Regions from separate parts of the Pan troglodytes genome. Here region 1 is linked to region 2. A link is a contact called in public HiChIP or PLAC-seq data. All regions are on one chromosome and are shown on one strand. The core of a region is the stretch at or near the end of the contact, and the rest is flanking DNA. Distances in the headings are between cores, read along the strand shown.

Region 1 (5,137 bases), core at 318-2,817, 530 kb after region 2:
CTACATTGGTGAAAGCTCAGGTGGGGAAGGGGGTGCTCTGTCTCCACCCATGCTTGAAGTTCCTCCGTCTGAATTTTAACTTTCCAAAGGAGAATTTCTGCGTTCCTTAATTATTATCTAAGTTCAACTTCAGGCAAGTAATTCTTGTTGCTTCGGCTTACCTGGCTGTAAAGTGAGATCACTCTTATTCTTTACGTTTTCGGGACGCTGACCTAAATGTTTGCACTCCTTACATGTATTCGCTGGATGAAAAGTACTGCAAAAATGCTACAAAGGGATTGTTTTTAAAGCACCGGCTGCCTACATGCCAGTCTGGCTTTTTCATTAAGTTACTTACCAGGGAAGAGGAATGGAGGCTTTGACACGAAAGGGTCACGCGATTAGCAGACTGCTACCCTAGAACCTCATTCAAACCAGCTCTCACACACGACTTACCTTGTATGACATGCTCTGGTGAGATGGTCTTCTTTTCCGATTTGTTACAAATCTCATTGGCTTCAGAAGATATAAGGTGAATGAATTCAGTGCAGCAGTTCACCACCAGCTCTCGAGCATCGTTGGCCACCCGGACATTAGGAAGAGTCTCTTTGATCATTTTATTGATAGCAGCTCTGGGGATAGTGAGATCATCATCGTTGCCAGACGAGGAAGCCATAGTACCTTCCTGTTTCTCGCGCCCCGGCTTTTAAAAACTCCCCAGCTCTGGTCCACTACTCCACCGAGATTTCTCAAAAAGTCGCCCTCGGAGAGTGATCCCGGGGGGTGCTTTGCGAAGAGGGTGCAGAAAATGAACGGAGGAGCAGCTGGCTTGAGGGCTGGGAACACTCGCGTGTGTGAGAGATTTAGGATGAGTTTGGGAAGAAAGTGGGGGCCCGAGGATTCTAGAGAGAGCACAGCCCAGGCTGAGGAGGGGAAAGCGAGGTGGTCCGGAAATTTGAGCGGCTGGGGAACCACCTTCGTGTCTCCTCAGAGGGGCGGGCGCTGTCGCCTAACTGGTCCCCAACGGCGTCGGAGCAGAGGCAAGATCCAGGGGCACTGGCCTCGCCGCGGTACCGGGCGGGTACCCAGCGGGCTCGGCTCTATAGAGCCCGAGGCCCCGCTGCCGCTGCCGCCGCCGCCAGCAGCCGTTGCCGCCGCCTCGGCCAAACCATCCTTCAGACGCCCGCGCCGCCGCCTCACAACATGTCCGCCGCTGCCGCTGCCGCTGCCGCTGCTGGAACGGCGACGGCCGCCTGGGAACTAATATGGACAGAGCCAGGCACAGTGGGAGTCGCAGTGGCTGCCGCCGTGGCCGCGTAGCCCGAACGCAGATCGTGGAAGCCGAAGCCGCGGCAACGGTGGTCCCTCCAGATGCCAGGAAAGGTTTGCAGGAAGCCGCTCCCGACACCCTTTGCGCCACCGGAAGCCTCGTTCCCTCAGATTTCCCCCTCCCTCCCGGACCGACTTCCGGGTGTGGCTGCCGCCCTTCCCCCACCGACGCCGGCGGGAGCCGCCCGTTCGTGCTGCCAGCAGCTTCCGCCTGCTGCGGTCCTGGCAAGCACCTCGGGATCCCATTCCTTCACAGGGACCCTAGCCAGGCAAGCGCGCGCCTCACTGTACCGGAGAGCTCCAAGCACGCGCTTGGTCTGGGGCCCGGACGCTACATCTGGGAAGGGGTGGGTGGCTGGGTAGATAGGCGAGGATCGTCTCTACCCTCTCTCAAGTAGCTGAGGCCTCCGAAACCTTCCCTAGCTGGATTTGGGGACAGAGGAGCGCTGGTATTGATAAAATAACTCTCTTTGCTATTCCTTTAGGAGCCCAAATGAGGATTGAAAGCGAGAAGAATGGGACCTGGGCTTGGGGGTGGGAGGTGGGGAAAGCAGAACCCCGTGTGCCTGTTTCTGCGTCGTCTGGAGAAAAAGCTTTTCAAGATGTCTGATAGACCTTATTCGGTTCAAAGCTCTCTAAAGTCCTCCACCTTTTTTTTTTTTTAAACTTCATGGAAAATGAAACATTTCAGAGAAGTTACTTGCCTAGAGGCAGCTAAGTCGCCTAATGGCTAAGTAGGAAAGTAGAAGTCAGTTCCAACATAGTGGAAATGGAGTGGAAATGCATGGCATACAGTGAGCTATATTAGAAGGTTCCCATTTAGACAGTTTTCATGTTGTATTCCATGTTGGCTTCTACAGGGGGAAAAAAGTGTTAGAGCATCTTAAGCAACTGTTTTTGCTTCTTTCCATAGTGACTAGTAATATCAACAGGTGTCAAGGTCTAAACAGAAATTGCATTAAAAAAAAAAAAAGTGTGTCAGCCGGGCGTTGTGGCTCATCATACCTGTAAACCCAACACTTTGGGAGGCTGAGGCAGGGGGATCACATGAGCCCAGGAGTTCAAGACCCGCCTGGGCAACATAGTGAGACCCGTCCCTACAAAAAAAAAATATATATATATATATTATATATATAAATATATAATATATATATTTTATATATTATATATTTATATATAAAAATATATGTTTTTATATATAAATATATATATATTTTTATATATATATTCCAACATCCCACTGTTTATAGTATAGCCTCTTCTATATGACAATATGAAACACGGGTTTTTTTTTCACCAGGCTTGGTGGCAGGCACACGTAGTCCCGGCTACTCTGGAGGGCGAGGTGGGAGGATCGATTGAGCCAGGGGGTCAAGGCTGCAGTGAGCTGCGGTTGTGCCACTGCACTTCCAGCCTGGGTGACAGAGCAAGATTCTTTGTCTCAAAAAAGATATAAAAAAAAAAAAAAGACAAAAAACTGAGTCTGTCATACTGTCATGTGGAAGAAGAGGCTATACTATAAATAGTGGGATGTTGGAATTTCTAAAAACTAAACAAGACACCGTTGAAATCCATTTTGTCACTTTGGTTCATCAGATTCATTACTCTTGATACATATGATGGCAACTGACTTGTTGACAATGTTTTCTTAAAACGTTCTGTCTGAGCCCTATATGCTGCTCTCAAGAAGACATTACAGTTTATTATGCTATTTTTTCATTTAGCATTTTCTGCAGGACAACTTACTGGTTCTTTAATTTCTGAAGTGTAGACACTTGTTTTTCAGTGCTACTAAATTTAGTCAAAACAAAATTTCTTTGATTAAAAACAGTATTTTAATTAAATTTTCTTCAGGCTGGGCATGGTGGCTCATGCTTGTAATACCAGCACTTTTGAGAGGCCAAGGGGGGCGGATCACTTAAGCTCAGGAGTTCGAGACCAGCCTGGCCAACATGGTGAAACCTCACCTCTTCTAAAAATACAAAAATTAGCTGGGTGTGGTGGTGGGCACCTGTAATCCCAGTTACTTGGGAGGCTGAGACAGGAGAATCGCTTGAACCCTGGAGGCAAAACTTGTAGTGAGCCAAGATCGTACCACTACACGCCAGCCTGGGAGACAGAGCACGACTCTATCTCAAAAAAAAAAAAAAAAAAAAACTTCATGAAGTGGTGGGTTTGTTTTTTTTTTTGTCAGTTTACTGTTGATTTAAAGATTTATTATGGTGCCTAAATTTATCTTGACCTTAACAATTTATCCGTCTGAAAAAGCTGGCTGGCAAAAAATGTCCCAAGTTGTCACAGTGTCACTGACCCATATCTTGTCTCTCCTGAAAAAACTATAATAACTTTGCTTTTTCATGTAACATTTATGTTTATAGACTTATGCTAAATAGACGAGTAGAGCACACATTATTTCAGTAATAGTTTATTGCTACAGGCTTCTGTGGTAGCATAAACAGAATTGAATGTGTAGTAAGAGTTGTAGGTTCCACTCCCAGCTTTTTTTTTTACTTAGACAAGTCACTCTCCAAGCCTCATTTTCTTCAGTTCAGATATAGAAATATTATGTAACACACAGGATTCAAAATCAAATGAGAGTTGTGTGAAAGTACTTTTTATAGTATGAAGTGTTATATAATGTTAGTGTCTATTATCATCTTTATCAGGCTTGGTCAGTCTTCAACTAGTAATGAACCATGTAACTAGTTTATTACATACGTGGCTGAGAGAAATTTAATTGGATATAAATACCAGTGTGATATGTCATAAAATATGCTAATCTGTAGCCCATATTTAAATAGTTATTTATAGTACACTATATGTATCTGTATTATAAATAAGCTTTTAAGGACAAAGAGAACATCTCCTTATTAAGCTTTAAGAGTTTCAGAGAGAATGCATATATATGAAACATTTTTTTTTCATGTTGTCTAGGTGTGGTAGTGCACACCTGTGATCCTAGCTACTTGGGAGGCTGAGGTGGCAGGATCACTTGAGCCCAGGAGGTTGAGGCTGCAGTGAGCCATGATCACACTACTACACTCCAGCCTAGGTGACAGAGTGAGACCCTGCCTCAAGAAAAGGAAAAAAAAAGTTTAGCCTCAGAGTAGGGTTAGGGGAGTGTCACTGTCAAAAACAGTGGAGTTGAAAGGGAGCTGTTTAGAGAAGATGTGCTTGCTTTTGCACATGTTTGGGCAGGCATTTGTAGAAGTGGTGTCCTATAGAAAATGGAAAGAGAAGACAGCATCTGATTTCTACATTCATTCAATAACTGTCTAGTGTCCTGACTATGATGTGGGAGAAATAAAGATGAATATAACTCCCACCTTCTTCTTGAAGACCCTATAATCTGGTGGGAGAAGCAGAATATAAACCAGATTCAAATAAATATTGTGATAAAATATACAGGCTAAGAATGCATGGGAAGAAGTGATTAACACACTAGTTGTGAAGTACAAAGGGTTTTATGGAGGACTGGATATTTTAACTGCACCTTGAAGATTGAGTACAATTTTGATAGGGAAGGAAAGAGCATGTAGCTGAAGAAAAAACACAAAAGTACATTGTATGGCTTGGGGAAATAAAGTAGTCTAGAGTGGCTCTATTAATAAGGTTTGTAAAGAGGTGTAGTGGTATATGATGCAGGAAAAGTAGGTTAGGGCAAAAAGAAAACAGATCAGTGCCTGATATGAATTATACACTGGGCCAAAAGTTTTCATATTTGCTATTTCATTTAATTTCCATATAGCCATGCAAAATAGGTGTTTTGACATGGGGGGAAAACAGTCTCAGAGAGTTTTACTAATTTGTTCAAAGTCTCACAGATAAT
Region 2 (5,744 bases), core at 2,486-4,985:
GCCTCAACCTCCCAGGCTCAAGTGATCCTCCCACCTCAGCCTCCCAAGTAGCTGGGACTACTGGCGCATGCCACCATGCCTGGCTAATTTTTATATATTTTGTAGAGATGGGGTTTTGTTATGTTGCCCAGGCTGGTCTCAAACTCCTGGGCTCAAGTGATCCTGCCTCCTCAACCTCCCAAAGTGCTGGGATTACAGGTATGAGCCTCTGTACCTGGCCTGTATTATTTATTTTACTTGAAATTTTAGGAGAGATGAAGTTAATCTATAACTACTTGTTATCTATTGTTGTATCTGGATGACTTTGAGGCATCCAGATGCAGCAATGGATAAGTCAAGACTGCAGTCTCACCTGAAGGCTGGATTGAGGGTCTGTTTCCAAGCTCACTCGTGTAGTTGTTGGCAGGACTCAGTGCCTCACACGTTGTCAGACTGAGTTCCTTAATTCTTCACTGGGTGTAGGCCAGAGGCCTCCTTCACTCAGTTCCTTGCCACAGTGTTCTCTTCAAAGGACAGCTTATAACATACAGCTAGGTTCCTACAGAGTGAATGATTGAGAGAGAGCAAGATAGAAGCCAGCCTTTTGTTAACCTAATCCTGAAAGTGACATCCATCATTTTTGTCATACTCGTTTCATTAGAACTCACTAAGTCCAGCCCACATTCAAAGGTTTGAAGACCAGAAAATGGGATCCCTGGACATCTTACAGGTCAAACTTAATTTTAATAGTAATGTTTTACATGTAACAATGCAGAATGACCATGAATAGTATGTATTTTTAGAAGGCTCATGCACTAAAACTCTCATCTTTTGGTTAATGCCTAAAATTCCAGGGAGCTTTGACCTTTCAGTTTAAGGATTTAATTAGTAAAATATAGATTATTTAAGGTAAATTTCCTTTTGGGCCTGAGTAATAGTACTGGTTACCGTTAAAAAATGTGGGGGTTGGGGCATTGACCCCCCTGCACAGTTGAAAATCCACAGATAACTTTTGACTACCCCAAAACTTAACTACTAATAGCCTACTATTGACCAGAAGCCTTGCAGATAACTAGTTGATTAATACATATTTTATATGTTGTATATATTATATATTGCATTCTTACAATAAACGAGAAAAGAAAATTTTAAGAGAATCATAAGGAAGAGAAGTGGAAGTGGATCATCATAAAGGTCTTCATCCTTGTCTTCATGTTAAGTAAGCTGAGGAGGAAGAGGAGGGGTTGGTCTTTCTGTCCAGGGGTGGTGGAGGCAGAAGAAAATCACTGCATAAGTGGAACTTCCCAGTTCAAACCCGTGTTGTTCAAGGGTCAACTGTATTGTATATACTATATATACCTAAAATTAAATATACTGTATTTGCCCTAAATCCACTTCAGATAAAGAAGATAGGCAAAGAATATGGCAAACCTGGTAAGCCCACGTAAAAACACTTCTTTTTTTTTTTGGCCTATGGTAGATTTGTTGATAGACCAGCTCAATCTTCTCATATTATAACTATGTACTGACAATTTTAGTATCTTATGTTTGTTTCTTGACCTTAGATTGTATATGAGTTGGTTTTCTCCTTTCTTTTTTTTTTTTCTTTACTTGAAAGGGCCATGCTTGCAAGTGAATATTAGACATTGCATGATTTTCTAATATTCTCTCCAGTTTTCTACACCTACCTCTGTCATCTTAATTTCTATTTTCATGCATTTGCTCAAATTAAAGATGTGGAGATTAAATGAATGAACACATGTAAAGCACGTAGATTAGTATCCAGCAGATATTAAGTGGCCAATACTATTATGATTGATGCTGTTGTTCTTTGATACTTTGATCTCCACAACCTACATCCAATTGGTTCACTTTCCTTCTACACGATTTGTCTGCTCTTCAAATCTAACCTTTCTCTTCTGTTCATCTTCTTACATAGTCTCACTGCTACTTGGCCCTACTAAAATTTATTTTTGCTTCTTACCACATTTGCCACAAATGTTGATATAAACCATTTCCATTCTTCTGAGATGTATCACCTACTTACAGAGGTTATTATCTACCCAAAATCTTCTCTTCTTCACTCCACTTGAACATACTTGCATTCACATTCTCCTCTCTGTTTCAGATATCAACACTTTCCTCCTGGCTCAAAGGAAGGTGCATTCTTTTCTGACTACACCCACATCTCTGTTTATTATCCAGTTCAGTTAGCATTAGGCTCGGCTGCAAATAGAAAAATCTCTAATTAACAGTGGCTTTTAACAAGGTGTTTCCATCAGGTGAAAAATCTAGAAGGCGGCTCTTGAGGGCTCATAGGGCAGCTCCACAAGTTGATTTTTCCATCTCACTGCTATGCCATCTCTAAAGCATGCCTTCATCCTTATGGCACAAACTTGCTGCCTGAAAACCAGCGAACCCAACTTTCCAGGAAGTAAAATGCACTTTAAAAGATCAGGAGGGCTGGGCGAGGTCGTTTAGGCCTATAATCCCAGCACTGTAATCCCAGCACTTTGAGAGGCCGAGGCGGGTGAATCACCTGAAGGCAGGAGTTCAAGACCAGCCTGCCCAACATGGTGAAACCCCGTCTCTACTAAAAATACAAAAAAAAAAATTAGCCAGGAATGGTGGCGGGCACCTGTAATCTCAGCTACTCAGGAGGCTGAAGCAGCAGAATCGCTTGAACCCGGGAGGCGGAGGTTGCAGTGACCCAAGATTGCGCCATTGCACTCCACCCTGGGCGACAGAGCAAGACTCCGTCTCCAAAAAAAAAAGTCAGGGACGGCCTCCTCTCTTTTAGATGCCATCCCTAAAGACATGCACACAATTTATACCTAATTGGCTAAAACGTAGTCACATAGCCACATTTGGCTGCAAGAGAGACTATAAAATAAGCTATTTTAAGCTGGGAAGCAGTGTGTCCATCGACACAGTGTTCTGTGACTTTAAATTAAAAAATTGGTTTTCTGTCATAAAGAAGTAGAGACTAGGTTTGGTGAGGCACTCATTCATCCTTTCTCACCTCCAACAATAATTTGCGTTTACTTATTTTTTCAACCCCTTCCCATCCCCTCAAACATAGTTCTCTACCTTTTATCTCAAAAGATAACCAAAAAAACCTCTTGATTCTGGTCATACTCTTCCTTTCACTGTAACAATAACAACAACAACAACAACAAAACCTTATTCTTCTCCTTTACAATTTCTTTAACGTTTTTTTCTTTTCTGCTATTCCCAATCCCTAAACACCATCTCACGTTATACAGCTTTCCACTTCGTCTCCGAGTTCCTGCGAGCACCTTATATCCCTTTTACCCCAACCAAGTCCTTAAATTTTATTTATATTTAGCGTCACAATACACGAGTAAATATTGTCTTTTTTAAAAAAGCACAAATATCTCAAACTTCTCCCTTGGACATACCAATGGCTACATTAAGCTCTTTAGAACGTAGAAATGAAAGAACGCCTCCCGGGTTCAAACGATTCTACTAAACAAATGAAAGAACGAATGGCATGTAAGTGCGTTTTTACAATTCATGTGAACGGGTACGCTAAGACCCTCTGTCACTGCGGGCTTCGCTGCCCCGATGAAGGTCTTTCCCAGCAAAAATCTGGCTTGCCTTCTACAGCTCTGAAATGCACACTTAAACCCAGGCCCTTTGTCTCTGACCGCCCTGGCCTGAACTGGCTGGGCGGAGATTCTCGCGAATTCTCGGATCTGCGCGGAAAACGCGCTCGAGGCAGTTCTCTGACGCATTTCCGGAGCGCCAGGGAAGAGGGAAGTCGTGGTGGTCGCGAGGGAGCCGGAAAGATGGTGGTTACCAGATCTGCACGGGCTAAGGCCAGCATCCAAGCCGCGTCGGCTGAAAGTTCCGGGCAAAAGGTAGGAAATCCAGTCTTCCCTACTTCTCGCCGCTTCGCAGAGCCGCGCTCAGGCAGGCGGGGCGGCGCAAGGGTCCGGTTAAGGGTGAGGACCTGCCGACAGAGAGGACCCGAGCTTGCCGCACGCTTGGGTCTCCCAGGCCCAGTGCTAAGCCTGTCACGGAAACTGTTTAGCCCTCACCACTGTCTCTTAAGGCAATTTTTAGTATGGAAGAGAGGTTAGATAACTTTATTTGGGTCGTTCAACTCCTTAATGCAGAAGCACAGTTCGAACTTTTAAACCTTACTGTTAACACGGTACCAAGGAGGGTTAATTTCGGCCACCAAGCACAAGCCCCATTTAGGGGGGCTGGAAAAAAAGCTTCGTTTTCACGTGGGGAGGCTGGCAGCTGTCCAGCATCACCTCCTTAAGGCGTGAGGAGGGCTGTGGTGTCGTCGCCTGGTGACTCTTAGTGGCGTTAGTCGGCTGTCTCATTCTGACTCAGCGATGCAGGGAACGGAGCGGCGGCGATTTTTTCCTGTACGTAAAGGTAAGGGCGGCGACTGATTCCATCAGTGTGTGCCTAAACACATCGGTGTTCAGAGTTAATATTCCCTTTTTCCCCTCTTCTATAGGTGGGTCAGAATGTTGGTCTACCCGTTATATTTGACTTTAAACAGAAAAATTTTAATTGTTCTGCTTCTGAAGTTACATCTAGGAAGGATGAGGCTAGTGAAGTAAATGCAGGGTTGGATCCAGTGTTTAAATTTTGATTTTTTTGTTTGTTTGTTTTTGATTCGGAGTCTTGCTCTGTCACCCAGGCTAGAGTGCAGTGGCGCAACCTCGGCTCACTGCAACTTCTGCCTCCCGGATTCCAACAATTCTCCTGCCTCAGGCTCCTGAGTAGTTGGGATTACAGGTGCGCACCAACACGCCCCGCTAATTTTTTTACTTTGAGTAGAGATGGGGTTTCACTATGTTGGCCAAGCTGTCTCGAACTCCTGACCTCGTGATCCACCTGCCTCGGCCTCCCAGAGTGCTGGGATTACAGCCGTGAGCCACCGCGCCCGGCCAAATTTTGATTTTTTAAAAATCATGAGTTGGGCAGGTTTTTTTGTTTTTTGTTTTAAAGGTAATCTTGTTTACTGGGTTTTAGCTTTTGGGGTCAGTATTTCATTTGTTTTGCCCTTGTTCCAGCCCTACCTAAATTACAGTGTGTTTTCTCTGGTTTGCAGAGTTTTGCTGCTAATGGGATTCAAGCACATCCAGAAAGTAGTACTGGATCTGATGCCCGAACTACTGCTGAATCACAGACCACTGGGAAGCAAAGTTTAATCCCTAGAACTCCTAAAGCTAGAAAGAGGAAGAGCAGAACTACAGGCTCACTACCAAAGGGAACTGAACCATCTACGGATGGAGAGACCTCTGAGGCAGAGTCAAATTATTCTGTGTCTGAGCACCATGATACCATTTTAAGGGTAACTAGGAGAAGGCAGATCTTAATTGCATGCTCCCCAGTGTCCAGTGTTAGGAAAAAGCCGAAAGTAACTCCAACAAAGGAGTCTCACACTGAAGAAATAGTGTCTGAAGCAGAATCTCATGTTTCAGGTATTTCTAGAATTGTGCTTCCCACAGAAAAAACTACAGGAGCCAGAAGAAGTAAGGCTAAATCTCTGACAGATCCAAGCCAAGAATCTCATACAGAAGCTATATCTGATGCTGAGACATCAAGCTCAGACATTTCATTCTCTGGAATTGCAACTAGAAGAACCAGGAGTATGCAGAGGAAATTAAAGGCACAAACTGAAAAGAAAGATAGTAAGATTGTACCAGGAAATGAGAAACAGATCGTGGGTACACCTGTGAATTCAGAGGATTCAGATACCAGACAAACTTCCCATT

The links. HiChIP or PLAC-seq counts read pairs in DNA pulled down with a chosen protein or histone mark.
Region 1: an H3K4me3 HiChIP or PLAC-seq map of stem cell-derived excitatory neurons shows a contact between it and region 2, with 4 times the contacts expected there. The contact joins the promoter of DR1 here to the promoter of DNTTIP2 in region 2. A contact is called at or near these places in 1 of 7 Hi-C or Micro-C datasets (stem cell-derived neural progenitor cells) and 1 of 1 datasets of contacts at active chromatin or transcription factors (stem cell-derived excitatory neurons).

The regions. Positions count from the first base shown.
Region 1 is chr1:137,827,663-137,832,799 of NHGRI_mPanTro3-v2.0_pri, forward strand. DR1 (down-regulator of transcription 1) reads right to left here and starts at 1,568. Exons shown (of 3, transcript XM_001154876.8): 1 at 436-1,568. The coding sequence starts at 655.
Region 2 is chr1:137,296,710-137,302,453 of NHGRI_mPanTro3-v2.0_pri, forward strand. DNTTIP2 (deoxynucleotidyltransferase terminal interacting protein 2) reads left to right here and starts at 3,736. Exons shown (of 7, transcript NM_001280405.1): 1 at 3,736-3,863; 2 at 5,078-5,744. The coding sequence starts at 3,792.